Regions from separate parts of the Sus scrofa genome. Here all the other regions are linked to region 3. Evidence: chromatin contacts called from public HiChIP or PLAC-seq data. All regions are on one chromosome and are shown on one strand. The core of a region is the stretch at or near the end of the contact, and the rest is flanking DNA. Distances in the headings are between cores, read along the strand shown. Region 1 overlaps LPP (lipoma-preferred partner). Region 2 has its middle 99 kb from the start of LPP. Region 3 holds the start of TPRG1 (tumor protein p63-regulated gene 1 protein). Region 4 holds the start of LPP (lipoma-preferred partner).

What was found. HiChIP or PLAC-seq counts read pairs in DNA pulled down with a chosen protein or histone mark.
Region 1: an H3K27ac HiChIP or PLAC-seq map of skeletal muscle shows a contact between it and region 3. The contact joins the enhancer-like site here to the promoter of TPRG1 in region 3. A contact is called at or near these places in 10 of 47 Hi-C or Micro-C datasets (brain, embryonic fibroblasts, fibroblasts and 5 more) and 2 of 2 datasets of contacts at active chromatin or transcription factors (alveolar macrophages and skeletal muscle).
Region 2: an H3K27ac HiChIP or PLAC-seq map of skeletal muscle shows a contact between it and region 3, with 9 times the contacts expected there. The contact joins the enhancer-like site here to the promoter of TPRG1 in region 3. A contact is called at or near these places in 5 of 47 Hi-C or Micro-C datasets (alveolar macrophages, brain, embryonic fibroblasts and 2 more) and 2 of 2 datasets of contacts at active chromatin or transcription factors (alveolar macrophages and skeletal muscle).
Region 4: a contact with region 3 is called in an H3K27ac HiChIP or PLAC-seq map of alveolar macrophages, with 7 times the contacts expected there. The contact joins the promoter of LPP here to the promoter of TPRG1 in region 3. A contact is called at or near these places in 2 of 5 promoter capture datasets (fetal skeletal muscle and liver), 9 of 47 Hi-C or Micro-C datasets (brain, embryonic fibroblasts, fibroblasts and 6 more) and 2 of 2 datasets of contacts at active chromatin or transcription factors (alveolar macrophages and skeletal muscle).

The regions. Positions count from the first base shown.
Region 1 is chr13:125,889,577-125,893,100 of Sscrofa11.1, forward strand. All of the region lies in intron 2 of LPP (lipoma-preferred partner), which reads left to right. Among named protein-coding and RNA genes, the nearest start is that of LPP, 110 kb to the left of the region's middle. Within about 2 kb of position 1,840, at least 39 of the 83 cell types and tissues checked have an H3K27ac peak or open chromatin away from gene starts, as enhancers often do. A contact at or near this core is called in embryonic fibroblasts, skeletal muscle and subcutaneous adipose tissue, where this site is marked.
Region 2 is chr13:125,681,846-125,685,449 of Sscrofa11.1, forward strand. No RefSeq gene overlaps it. Among named protein-coding and RNA genes, the nearest start is that of LPP, 99 kb to the right of the region's middle. Within about 2 kb of position 2,151, at least 46 of the 83 cell types and tissues checked have an H3K27ac peak or open chromatin away from gene starts, as enhancers often do. A contact at or near this core is called in brain, skeletal muscle and subcutaneous adipose tissue, where this site is marked.
Region 3 is chr13:126,528,083-126,531,276 of Sscrofa11.1, forward strand. It overlaps TPRG1 (tumor protein p63-regulated gene 1 protein), which reads left to right and starts at 1,879. Exons shown (of 7, transcript XM_013982282.2): 1 at 1,879-3,113.
Region 4 is chr13:125,781,118-125,784,634 of Sscrofa11.1, forward strand. LPP (lipoma-preferred partner) reads left to right here and starts at 1,256. Exons shown (of 11, transcript XM_021071250.1): 1 at 1,256-1,512. LOC106508360 reads right to left here. Exons shown (of 3, transcript XM_021069821.1): 2 at 1,392-2,010; 3 at 1-862. The coding sequence ends at 665.

The DNA.
Region 1 (3,524 bases), core at 590-3,089, 640 kb before region 3:
TGTGGGTATAATACCTTCTAATAAACGCAAGAAAATAGAAACAATATTGTGTGTGTGGTAGAGGGAGGAAGAGAGAGAGCAAGAGGGAGAGTGGGATAGAAATGTTGAATGAAGAGAAGGATAATCCTGGTTCTTAGGGCAGTGAACTACTTCCAAGTTGAAGAAAAGCAAAAAGACAGGAATGAGATGGAAGCTGCCGAAGTCGAGAGAAACTGGGTGAGAGAGTAGATTATTTTCTGAACTGTAAAGCATTTTCTCCAAGAAATGGTTTTCCTTAAGTGGTATAAAATGTGGAGTGAATTGGGTCTCACTTTTCCTTTTCCTCTTTAGGAGGTTGGAGCTGATTTTTAAAATGAGGTGGGGGAGGGAGGTGGAGCTTGGAGAAGGAAAGTGAAAACTGTTTTCTGAAGCCTTCTTTTTGCCAAGCAGCTCTTTAGAGAGAAAGTTAGAAGGAGATCCTGCCAAAACTGACCAGAGGCATTCAGACCAACTTGTTGTTTCTCTCATCGTTGTCCTGGTTCTCTCCCAGCCCTATTCTCTACTCCAGATACCTTCTTTCCTTCTTCCTTTTGTTTTTAAACATGTAAGTATTAAAGTGAGAAGCTGGGGGATAGGGGGGCTGCAGCATTAAAATGAAACACAAAGTAAGCAATACATTTCAATCTTCAGTTATAAAAATGATGTTTTAGATTTATTTACCCAATCTGTTTCCTGCTGGGAACTTCTTCTCCTGCCACTGCTCCTCATTTGTTTCCCAAATTTCTACCCACTTTCCGACTCAAAGCAGGAGAGGAGACTCTGACCACACAATGGGATTTGAGAAGGGAGCAGGGCAGCTTTCAAGTGCTGACTCTAGAGGCAAATTCCTGGCCTTTTTCCTTCTGAAGATTTTTCAGCTTTTTTTTTTTTTTTTTTTTTTCTTTTAAGTCTCTTGAAAGTTTACTACTAAAGACCCTTCGCTGTGGAAGGCACAGTTTCCATGATGGACCTGCATTGACTGTGTCCTTGGTGTTTGCAGGCCTCAAGCTACTTTGTAGGGATGCTGAGATAGAAAAATTGGACCTCTGACGGCAAGGGCTTGGGGTGTGTGTGTGTGTGTGTGTGTACATGTGCACTGTGGGTGCTGTGGGGAGACTGGTTTCTGGGGATGGAGGGTGGGCCAGGCAGTAGGTAGATTGTTATGTTCATACCTGAAGATCACCTGGAGACCTGCTGTAAACTTATCAGTGACACAGGGAGGGCAGAAGGTTCTGTTTGTTGCCACTGGGGAAGGCTTCACTGAGGGTGTGGTGTTGAAAGGTCTTGAAAGATAGCTAGAACTTCAATAAACAAGGAAGAGAGACGTGCTTTCAAGACAAAGGGAATGGGGAAGACAGAAAGCGGGGAGTGGCAGGCTGCGTGTGGAAGGTATGTGAAGGTGAAGCATTGATGTCAAATCATAGAGGTGATAGATGCCCCCCATCATGTGTTTGGGGCTTTTCCCCCCTGTTAGCAGTAGGGAGAGTTATGTGTTTTAGAAAGAGCTGTGATAGGATTTCTGTGGTGTGTGTGTGTTTGTATTTCGTTTTACTTTTACTTTTTAACTTTCTGAGCCTTTTTAGGAACTGTGAGGCAACCTTAGCTCTGGGAAGTGTTCACTACCTGTCTCTCTGTCTTGCCTTTCCTTTTCTGGCCTGGCTTGGTGCCTTGTCAGGCTTCTGATAATGAAGTGTGTCAGGGCTGGCTCCTGGGAGCCATGCGAGCAGACCCTGGGCTCCTTCTCCAAGGTTCCGGGTCCTTTATCCTCCTCCTTTCCTCTTCCTCCTCCTCTTTCTCTATCACCACCCCCAGCAGCAGCAGCAGCTCTCCCCTCCCTAAAATAAATAAACCAGTCGCTCCAAGAGGTTCCAAGCACATTAGTCACATATCCCAGAAGTTTAATACAGAATTATTTTGACAGCGAGAACAAGAAGTGTTTTCTAGTTGAACGCACAGAACTTGCTTCTTCCAACTGGGCTTTCTGCCGCAGAGACAGATGATATGTTTTTTAGATGGAATCGGCTGCGCAGGAGACTGCGTCGCTTCCCTTGGAAACATGACAAACTGCTCACTACCAAAAGTGGTCCGGGAAATTATGGGGGTGGGGGAAGAGAAGAGAGAGAGAGATCACATCCTTGTTGAGAATATAACTTTCTCCCTAATAACTTCAGTCAGCCACTTAGAGCTTCTATGTGTTTATTTATTTATTTGGCTGCCCCTGGAGCTGTGAAGTCCTTTTTAAATCCTGGGCTTATGGGTGTTCTAAAAGATGAGGACAGCTCGAGTTATTGCAATGCGGGTGGCTCTCCAAGCATTCCAGTTGAATAGCTCTTCCAGAAATATTTCTTGACTCACTAATTTAGCACTTTCTGTTGCTGTTACTAAGCAGATTGAAGAGTCTTCCCTGTGATTTCACCAGACTACTCTAGGGTTGACGTGTATCCGATTATTCCTATCTGGCCCATGGAGAGATGGAGGAATGCAAAGCTGAAGTCCACTGGCGCCCAAGAGGGCCTTTTCCCTGTCTTGCCAGAGCGCTGTCTGAAGAGTCAGGGAAAAGAAGAAAAGTGTGTGTTTCTTTCCCAGCTTTGCTCTTCTCCTTTAGCGCCCCACCTCCAAGTTCTTCCTGGGTGGTTAACCTGGGCAGGAAGACCCAGAGCTGAGCATGGAGGAGAGACATTAAGGAAGTTCCAGACCTGGGATACCCATTCGTTCTGGCTCCCATTATCCTTCCCCTCTTGATTCTCAAATCTTTCTAGAGTTACAGCCTTATTGGGGGTTGGGGGTAGCGAGCTGACCTCTCTAATTGCAATGCATGCTCTCTGGAGCTCTTTTAACTTTCTCTGATTGTATCTCATTAGCCCCTCATTCCAAGGCCTTCGTCCAAGAAATGTCTTTGTGGTCCAGACATTGACTGGCTGTATGACCTTGGTCAGTAGACTCATTGGGCCTTGGTCTTTTCAGAAACTTTTTGTTTATGGAATTCTTTCTTAAACCCCTTGTGAATTGTCATCTGAAACCCCAGTACAGGTTTCCCTGCTATCTGAAAGTGAGAGTGTTCCTATGACACATTTTGTGAGCTGAAAAGGAGTCAAGTGCAGAAGCAACTGCAAACTCTGAATGCTATTTTTGCTTTTTGCCATTTTTTTTTTTTTTTGTAAGAACGAATATCCTCTTTGGCTTTCTTTTGGTCAATGAAACAGATACTAATGTAAGCCTTTTCATAAAAGCAAAGTGGTGTAAAGAAAATTTTTGAAAGGTAAATGATACCTTTAAAATAATCAAAGTATAATTATATGGTGGCACTGTTATGTCATTAAATGGTTAAATAGGCTTCCATCTAGGGCTGAGTTATGGTCCTAAATTCTGTGCCTCTGTGGAACCCACTTTGAAAGCCACTGTATTGGAGGTGCTTCAAGCTTCTGTAAGCTTTCTGCCTCTCTGGACATCTCTTAAGGTTGAGAAAGTGGCACCTGTACCGATGAGGAAGATGGGCCCAGAGGGAG
Region 2 (3,604 bases), core at 901-3,400, 850 kb before region 3:
GATGAGGCTTCTTAACCGCATCTGAGCAGAACGACTTGTGTACAAAATCCTCAACTCGAAAAGAGAAATGAACCAAAGCAGCCAGTCTTAATTCTCTCCTGGGAGAAAGTGTCACTGCTTGTTTGAAAAGCATCTCAAACCCAACGGCACTTGAAATCCTGTGGTCTGAGTGGCCCTCTGGAGAGCCAGGCCTCCAGACCCTAGGAAGGGGAATACAGCCCATCTGGAGCTCTGCCTGTGGAAGGAGCACTTTCCTGATTTGACTGAAATGGGGAGGAAGATGCTTTCCCTCCACCTCTGCCTGTGCATGCTACCAGCTCACACTGCTAAAGCCCTGCCTCTCTGATGCTCAAAAGCCTTCCATGGCTCCTGGCTTCTTTCACTTGAGCCCCTTCTTCCCTTTGACACCCAGAGCCTCTAAAGTCTGGTGTTCGCCTCTATACTAACAAAGCTCCTCTCTCCCAGATGTACACACTAACCATGCCCATCCCTTCATGGGCCAAGCCAGCCCAAAGTTGTCCCTCCCTGCCCACCTGCCCACTACCACTTCTCCTGGAAACCACCTCCCCACTCTCCAAGCTTGTCACTTCCCGGGAGTTCCCGTTGTGGCTCAGCAGATTAAGAAACCCACTAGTACCTTGAGGATGCAGGCTCATCGAAGATGCTGCTCAGATCCTGCGTTGTTGTGGCTGTGGTGTAGGCCGGCAGCTGCAGCTGCGATTCAGCCCTAGCTGGGGGACCTCCATATGCCACATGTGCAGCCCTAAAAAGAATAATAATAATAGTAAAATATCACTTCCTGAACTCCAAGCCTTTCTGCACCCCAAATGTCTCCCCTCACCCCTGGCCTTCAATGAACACTGCTCTGGTCACCTATTCAAGAGGAATTTCCCTTTCTCTCAACTCTAAGAACATTTTCCCCATGATTTTCTCAGGGCTCCTAACTTTCTCCTTCGCATTTTGTTCACTGTGTGACTCTCATGGCTCGGCTTTGGACAATACCCTCGAGGTGGTGCCTTGGTGGGTGACACACAGGGTCACCTGTAGATGCAAAGGAACTGGCTTGAGGGACTGAGTTCATGGTCACGGGGAGAGCACAGGCGGCTGAAAGTTCTGCCAAGTTTGCTTTAGGTGGAGAGCTGGGCTGGCTGACCTGTTTCCTGGTAGCTCCAGGGTTTCATGCGTCTGTGCGTCTGCGAATAAGCAAAGTGAAAGGCCACACTAAGCATCTCTTCTGCTCCTAGCCCGTCTCAGGTTTAGGGAGATCTCTTAGGGATCAGTGCTTTAAATCACCCCTCACGGCTGCAGAGCTGCGCCGCTTCCAGGAGCTGAGGAATGCTGACCTGACCATGGTTTCCCTAGGAGCCTTCTCTGTTGCTCTACTGGCCAGCAGTGTTTTTCCTCTGCACCCTCCGAAGTCTCCCAGGCCCTCTGGCCTGCTGGGCACTGGTAAGGAGTCTGGAGAGAGTCGCCCTGCTCCTAGGAGTGCGCCAGTGCCAGTGGCCCGGCCCCCTCGGCACCAGCACCAGGCTTCTTTCTGCCCACTTTCTGCCTTTCTGCAACGACAGAACTCAGCGCTGGGAGTTCTGTGGTCACAAGGAGGAGACAACTGGGTGCAGGGCAGGGACGAAAGGCACAGAGCCATCCCTCCCCTCGCACACCCTGCAGAGACGGGAGAGGGAATTTGACTTGAGCCTGTTTTCGGGGTTATTCGGCATCAAACAGCATGGAGGCCTGAAATCTGGCCAAGGCTTTGTTTTGTTTTGTTTTTTTCCTTTCCTCCAATCAGCCCAGGGCACTGGGGAGTGGAGGGCACGGAGGGGGTGGGGGCTGCTCCCAGGCTGGGGCTGAGAGGGATTGCTGAGCCTGCAGAAGTGGCCCATTGAGAGCTCTGGCTCACAACAGAGGGGCGGGTGGCACCCCGGCCTACCCCCACAAGGGCAGCTCTGTCCTGTGGGCACAGGGCTCCATCCCAGCCCCACTGGCTGGGAGAGAACAACATTTCCTTATAAGGCCCCGACCGCCTTGCCAAGGCTGGATGCTCCGACAGACTGTAGCTTTCCATTCTCCTCGCAGGCTCCAGTGCAGGCCTTGAATGTAGCCCTTGTTGTCAGGCCCCTCCTCTCCTCCATGGCCCCCACCCCACCCGCTTCCATTCCCGGCCAGGGCCAGCCCTACCGAGCAGGATAAACAGCCCAGAGGCCTCTCCCACGCAGGGCCTGCCTGGTTCAGGCCTGCTGGAGGCAGCACAGGGTAGCAGGAAGAGCCACAGGACACTGGTCCAGCCGGCCCTGCAATTGCTTTCCCCGTGCCTGTGACTTCAGCAAAGGTTCAGACTTCTGTGAACCTGTCTCCTCATCTAGAAAGCTCAGATCTCATTGCCACAGGGTCCAAATTCTTTGCATTGCATTCAAGGCCCTTCCCCACCAGGCTACCTTCACAGCCGCAACTCTCCTTGCTACCCAACCCCCCCAGCCAGGTTCCCCAGACTCCTCTTCTCTTCCCCACCAGGCTTTTTCGGAGTTGTCTAGACTTCAAACAGGTGGAATGACCCCCAACCCCCCACCCCATTAAATGCCTGGGGAACTCCACTCCCCAGGGCAGGGCCCACTCCCCACTAAGTGTGCCTTCTTCCCCCCCCAAGGAAAAGTGAAGCATTTCTTTCTCTTCTCCCTTCCACATTTGCATGCACTTCTCTTAGAACCTTTCAATTTTGCAATTGCAATATGTTTACATGCCTTTTCCTTTATCAGATGATGAGCTTCCTGAGGCTCAAATGGAGCCTCTTTGTATTCCTGGTATATCCCTGTACCAGGTACCCAATCGCTGCTTCATGAAAGGTCATCATGAAAATATCTATATGTGCAGTGCTGGGCAAGCTCTAAAGAGACAACTGATGCACAAATATCTTGTCAACTGTAAAGTGCTGTGCACCTGTGAAGCGTAACATCTGTGTCGTGCTGCCCTCTACCCCAGTTATGCCATTATGACCCCTTTTTCTATCTGCCCAGTTCTGGATCCTGAATTCTGAGCTTACTGCAAGCCCTCAGATGTTTAACTATCTAAGATAGTACTGGTCCTTAATGCTGGTGTTGGGGACTAAAGGGGTTTCTGGGAGTTAGCCAATCATTTCCATACTGCCTTCCATGAAGAGGTCACACAGCAACACAAATGGAGTAAATGAAGGGGCTCTAAGTCCTCAGCCCCCTGTACTTTTACATTTATACATCCTAGGTTCCCACAGCATTCTCAGGAAAAAATAATAAATATTAATAATAATAATACAATGGCTTTCAAAGTTAGAAGCACATTGATAAATCCAAGCCCAACATGTGACAGTTGAAGCAACTGAGCTTCAACTAACAGAAAAGTGGTTTTCCTAACATCACACGAGTCACACACAGAATCAGGAAAAACCTGGGGTCCCTAACTCTTGCCCACTAAAGCCTTGCCCGAAATTGTTGCCTGCTTAGGGCTGAGTAAGGATGGAGGTAGCTGCAGGTCCTATCAAGCTGAGTTCTTCTGGGTTTGGGATGTGTCCAGCTCCAAATTACGAATTCCAGTTTCCACTAGAACAAATCTTTCTGAAATAAGGATTCTGCAA
Region 3 (3,194 bases), core at 629-3,128:
GGTTCTAAGACTTTGCTTCCAAGAGGCAAATTAAAAAATTAAAAAAAAAAAACAATGAAAATGTCTTTCACACCTTCTTTCTCTCTCTCTTTTTTTCAGCATGGTACTGGTTGCCACTTCTTTATTCATCCATCTGGTAGAAATTTGGAGGGCACAGGGGAGACATAGGCAAAGAGTTAAATCCAGAATGGTCAGCCAAGGTAAGGGGCTAGGCCAAGTCCCAGAAGTGAGTGAGACTGGCATTGTTTTGAGAGTCAGGAGCAGTGAGAGGGCTTGAAGACTTCTGGCCCTAGAAAGGCAGTAGCCATTTGTGCCTCGTTGCATGCTGTGGACTAGGATGGAGGAGAGAATAAGGTAGCAGTGACTCAAGATTGTGGGGGGAGGAGGCTAGCAGCCAGCTTAGAGAAACCCAGGACACTGTGAGTGACCCCCTTCCATGACCAGGTGGATCCTTGCTCCCCAGTGTAGACCATAGCATGAGTACTGAACAGAACCCAGGAAAGGGGTGTCAGTCCTGGATTTGGCTCCCAGCTTGCCACTCACCAGCAGATGACTGTGAGCAAGTTGCTTCTACTCCATTTCTGCAGAGACTCTGTGATATGGACATGTGACTTTCTATTGCACTTGTGTGGCCTGGATTAGGTCACGATGCTCATGAGAGCACTGGGCTCACTGTGGGTGCTAGGGGTTCCTGAGATGCTGAGGAAGACAAGTGTAGGCTTTGCCTCCTGGGGAGTTCCTCCCTACCCCGTTATGCTGAGGAAGGGCACATTGGTTGACTCACATCTAACTGATGGGAAAATGAGCATGGTTTTTTACGTTGCTCCGTTTCCAGGCCCAAAACTATTAAACCTACCATTGAGAATTAGCTGGCACTAGCAATTTGTCTGTGTGGGAGTGGATGGGGGCGCGGGGTAGGAAGGGGGAGGAGCTGAACCGGGAAAGGAGGGGGAAGCACATGTACAAAGCCTCCATGCCTGGAAATGGATGTCACTGAAGTGAAGTTCCAACCTGATGAGGGAAAGAGAGAGGCCATCAGGAAGCTGGGCTGTCTGCACTGACACATCCTGTGGCCCAGAAATACATCCCAGTTTCTCTCGCAACCTCAGTTTCTCCATCTGTAAAACAAAATGCTACTTTCCCACAGCTTGAAAAGGCCTGAGGTTCTTTTCAGCCATGGGGAGTTTTCTAAGGATGGAGAAAGAGAAAGAAAAAGACTTCCAGGCACTGTCCCATTCCCTAGGGTCCGGGTCTCCTAAATCAATTCTGGAACCACTGCCTGGCGATGGTGCGAGAGAGAGCCAGAGGATTCGTGTACGTCGGTGAGCGTGCATGCGTGACAGAGGGCTTTTAAATGAATCACTTTGTATCTAGCGGGGCAGCACCTGCTCCTCAGCCTCCAAAGGCAGCCGGAGCAACACGATCATTCAAAAGCTACCGCTTTCCATTCACGTCTATAATTAGAGCACAGGCTGCGGCTGCAGCTGGCGCTACAGGGGGACGGGCCTAGGGGCGGGGCCTATCCCCTTAGCCCCTCCCCTTCGTCCGCTCCCCTTCCTTCCAGCCGGGTGTCTCCAGCGGCCCCTACCTCAGCCCCGCCCTGGGTTGGGAGCTTGGCCCTCAGTCGGAGGATTCTTTCTCTTATTGCCTGGACGCCGGGGGCCTCCGCAGCCTCACTTTGGGGTCCCTCCAGTGCAGCAAATAAGCACCTTGGGGCTGCGTGTCCAGGAGGGCAGCTATATGTGGGGTGGCATCCCCCTCACCCCGCCCCAGCGCTTCGGCGCCCCGCCCTCCGGGCTCCTGCTCGCTCCCCCGCCCTCCCTGCGGCCCCTCCCAGCCACCTCTCCCTCTGTCGCATTACATAGTAATCTGAGATGCTTTGGATGAGCTCCAGGGAACAGAATGTACTTGGCAGAGACGCGGGGCTTGATGTCTGCAAAATGTCGGAAACGCAGCCAAGAGCTGCTAACTGGGTCATTAACCTCCAAAAGCAAAGCGAGGACTGTAGGCCCGCTCTGCCTCCCTTCATCTCGCCAATAAAAGTGCCTCAGTGTGAGGGGAAGAAAAAGCCCAAGGTTGGCTGCTTTGATTTCTAGGCACCAAAGGCAGACTCGGCCCCTCCTCCTGACCTAAGCCCTCCAGCCGCCCCTGCATCGGGTCCCAGTGTACAAGCAGCCTTTGAAAGGCTGGGCCTCCCCGAGGGGGCCCAGCTAGAGCCTCAGGAAAGACATTACCCGGCAGCGCCTCCCTACTGCACAGCCTCGGACGCGTTTTATTGGGTCTGAGAGGAAACCTGGGAGTGAGATGGGAAAGGATTAAGGGAGAAGATTCTAGGTCCATCCCAGACCTCACAACTAGAATGAAGGGTTTTGCCTTTCCTCTTCTCCAATGATGCTTCCCCTTCCTCCTCCTCTCCTCCCAGTCCACCTCCTTCCTCTCCTCATTGCCTTTCTGAGGGCAGGCTGTGTGGTTGCCGCCTGTGTACATGGCGGGGCTCCAGGAGACTTGAGCTCTGTCATTTGCTGTGTGACCTTGGATGAGTCATCCATTTGTCTGCTCCTTAATTCCCTTCTATGTCAATTGCTGGCCACAATAACACCTTACTGACCTGTCTTGCAAAATTTGTGAGGCCCAAATGTGAATGTCACTCACAAATGGCAAAGCTCTGCTCAGCGTCACAGATACAGAGATAGTCTCCCTCTCTTGACTCCTCTGATAGCCCCAAGGTCCCAGCTTCTTCTGGTCTTGTGTATACTTCTGAAAAATAGGAATATAAGTAGTCGCACTATGAAGCTTCAAAGGTTTGAATGTTCACAAGGGGATAGCCCCTAAAATCCACCCCCTGCAAGCTGTCCAGTCCTGTTGGATTACCAAACAGACACTTCCCCCTAACTTCCAAACCCACTTCTCCAGCGGCTGGATGGAGAGAGAAAGTGCTGAAACCAGGAGAGGTGTGGTGCAGTTCCTCAAATGATGAGACTCCCTCGCCTGTTGGAGGGAAGACAGTTGACCTGGTGAGAACAGCAGCAGTCTGTGGTCTGTGAGTCTGGACATCTGGGTAGTCTCACCCCAAGTCCAAGTCCAAGAAAGCTGATTTGTGCAACCTCACTTAGGTAAGGAGGACATCTCACCCTTGGTGGTGTCCACACAATTAGAATCAAGGCCAGCCCGGCATCAGCACTCTTCTGCCCTGT
Region 4 (3,517 bases), core at 6-2,505, 750 kb before region 3:
GAAAAATCATGGGATTAGTCAGGGGACCTGGATGGGGGAAGGTGGGTTCAGGTGTTTCGTTCTGTTGCTTATTTTGTGTTGGGCAAGCCTCTTTACCCGATTTTTTCCTTAAATGGAAACAAGGGACTACAATTTGTCCTAACAAAAAAACATAATATGCCAGTGAGAAAAAAGTGCTTTATCACGTGCTGAGGTGAGGAATGATTAGACATCAGTAGGATAGAAATACAAGGAAACAAAGTCCCCAGCCTTAGAGTGCCTTCCAGGCAATGGCTGCTGCCCCTTTCCTAACCTTTTAACATAATAAATGGTGGCTCTCCTGGTTGCTCACATTTAAATGTCTGAGGAAAAATATCCAACCCCAAACTTCCAGTATCAGGTCTGCCTTTATTCAAACCAGTTCACCCAGTTTGCAAACTTTTTTGAAGCTGGAAGCACCCAGTAAGCTTTCTGGGTTTCCAGTCAGGGCTGTGAAGTAAATGTTAAACTCCTGGGGTTCATTTATTTAAGCAAGAGACAGAGGAAGTTGCCTTGAAGCAACTAATTGGTATGGCTATTCAACGCTCACTGGCAGTCAGAGCCTTCTAGGAACTGACTTCATCGCGGCCCAGGCAAGTTCGGAATCTCTGTCTAGGGTGGTCCTTGTAGCCCGAAGACATTTGGTTCACTGCTCTGCAGGAAGCAGGGAGCCAGGGTGACGGGAACAGGGCTGGAAAGATGAGCATCCGGGTCTCATGCCTGGATCTGTGGAGTACATGACCTTGCACAAGTCACTTCTCTTCTGAGGGCTTCGGTTTCCCCATGTGTGTAGTGGACGGGTTGGAAGTTGATGTTGGTGCTCTGACATCCAGTACTTTTGAGCCTGGCTGGGAATTCGGGGCGGGGCTCAAGAGCAAGTCTCCGAAGGGGATTCAAAGGCTGGATCTGGTTTGCTCAGGCTTACCGCCCCCCCTCACCCCGCCAATCTGGCGCCCTAAACAGTGGACGCGCTTTCCCCCATTTCTTCAATAGCCCCTCACCCCGGCAGTGTCCTCCTTCTTCGTTTCCTTCCTCTTCCTCCAGTGCAGGCAAAGCCTCCACATCTCCCTCTTTCCTTCCTCCTTTGCAAGCTCCCCGCGTCTTCTCTCCCTCCCAGGAAATCAACGGCCCTCGGGTGCACCCACCTTGGAGCAAGGCCATGGCTCGCGGAGGGCGCCCCCTCCCCCGGCGGCGAGCGCGGCGCGGCGGCCCCGCGGGCACCCGCCTTCCCATACCTTACATGGACAAATGCGTGCAGGCAAAGTCAGGAATTCAGGCCCCTGACGTCAGCCTCCAGCTCTCAGGGCACCGCACGGGAGACCGAGGGGAGGGGGTGGGGACGGTGGGGAGGAAGGAGGGGGAAAGGCACCAACCAGCAGCCGCTCCAGCCCTGCCGAAGTTTCACTTTTTGTCTGTGGGTTCGCTCCCGGGCCCCGCGCGAGCTTTCCCGGGATAAGTAGCTTTAGGAAGCGGGGGAGAGCCGGGCGCTGTAAGGTAAGGGCTGGCGGCGCGGCGCGGGGCGCGGTGCGGGGCTCGGGGCCGGGCCTGGCCGGGGCTGGGGACAATAGGAGGGGGAGTGCCCGGGCACCTCCTCCTTCGCCGCTGCCTCCGCCTCCAGCCGCCGCTGCCGCCGCCGCTGCCCCGGTCTCCTCCTCCCCGAGGTATTGCTGCAAATCCTCCTTCCTTCCCCCCCACCCTCCGCCCGCGGGCGCCTCGGGAACCCCCAGCCCTCCCCGGGCGCGAGCGCCTCCGGGGTGGCAGGAGCGCGGGCCGCAGGGCGCCGAGCGCGCGTCCGGCCCGGGCCGCAGGGCCCGCCGTGCGGAAGTGCTGGCCGCGGCGCGATCACGGGGTGCATGCGTGGGGGAGGGGGACCCCGAGTTTTTCGGGAAGCGTTGGCCCGGGGTTGGGCGGGGTTGGAGCCCTTCCCTGGGCGCCCCCTGCCCGGGCTTTTCAGGGCTCCCAGGGGGCGGGGCCACACCCAGCCGCTTAGAGCTTTCGCGGAATCACAGTTGTCACAGTGGAAGGGGCCTAAGAGTACAGGCTTCGAGTTCCCCCATTTTCCTGTTGAGGCAACTGAGACCCAGAGAGAAGGAGAGCCTCCCCCAAAGTCACTTATTAGAAGCCGGGCCATAATTAAAATAGATGGCTCCCAACTCCTAGGTCTTTTTTTTCAAGCATTTCTTCCTTCGGCACACACTGGTGCGGGCGCTGTACTGGGTTGTAGGGTCCTAGAGGCATTTAGGGCCCAGACTCTGACCTCAGTGGAGCGCTCAGCTGAGGAGCCAAGCCTGACCCAAGGTAGACGATGCTAAGTGCTGGAGAAAAGGCACGAATAAAGTTTGAAGGGGCTCTGGATAAAGGATTTGCTTTTCTGGTTCCTAAGGAGGGGTCAGAGGCTTTTGAAGGGTGGAGGGTTTTCTGAAGCCAGTCAGGGACAAGGGCAGAGGCCATTTGCAAGAGAGAACTGCAGAGCAGAGAAGACTAAATAAAATGTGGAGAGTGGAGATGAAGCTGTAAATGTTACTGTGCAAGGAGGCAGGGGCATGAGGTTGGACGGCCGGGGGTGGGGGTACATGAGATGAAATAATCAGTGGAATTGTGCCTCAGTTCTTGAACGGAGGGGTGTCTTTGTGACTTTGGGGTGCTAGAGGTGCTGAAAGATCTCTCCGGCTTCCCTTTCCTTCCCAGGGATCCAAAGCCATCTGGCCCTCAACACTACACGCAAAAAATGTAGGTTCGTTATTTGAGCTTCTTTACTTGTACCAGAGTCACTTAACTTTGTATCCATCCCCTCTCTCTTTTCATTTCCTCACCCTTTTCTAAATTGCTTGCTTTCCAATAAAACTCATTCTCACTAAAGTGTTAGTGACTTAGTGGCCTACCTCCTCCAGCACAAGTGCATTTTAAGAAAGCTTTTAAGTGGTAGGAGGGAAAGCAACTAACATCCTCCCTTCCCCACATCTTCACCCTCCCAGCTCTTAGGGGTAGGGAAACAAAAAAAAAGGTTCAGCGAAGGTGGGTGCTCCTTCTAAAGCCTGCAGTAAATAATGGTAGACTATGGAAGGCCAGAACTCCCTGGAGGGTTCCTTCTACCCCATGACCAGCCTTCTTCCTTTCAAGGTCCCTACCTGCACCAGGGTCAGTTAAAAGGAATAATGTGTATCATATTAAATCTTTACAAGGCAGTTCCCCAACCCCAACCCCAGGCCTTTACAGTCAAGAATGTAGACTCTAGATGGGTGACAAGTAGTTGGAGTTAGCTGTCTGAATGATAGGGGTGCAGGCCTGGGGCCTTTGTGTCTGGCAGCCCCCCCAAGGTCATGCTGCTTATAAACAGTAGGCAGTTCTAGTGCTGCTTGGAGGATTGGCAGAGGGAGGAGAAACTGAGCTGTTGAGCTGGTTACTATGGCTGGGACTGGTTGGACCCTTCTTGGAGTGGTATGTTCCAGGGGACAGTCTGTTCCAGGTGGGGGAGGAGGCTTCATTTTGAAGGTCCTTA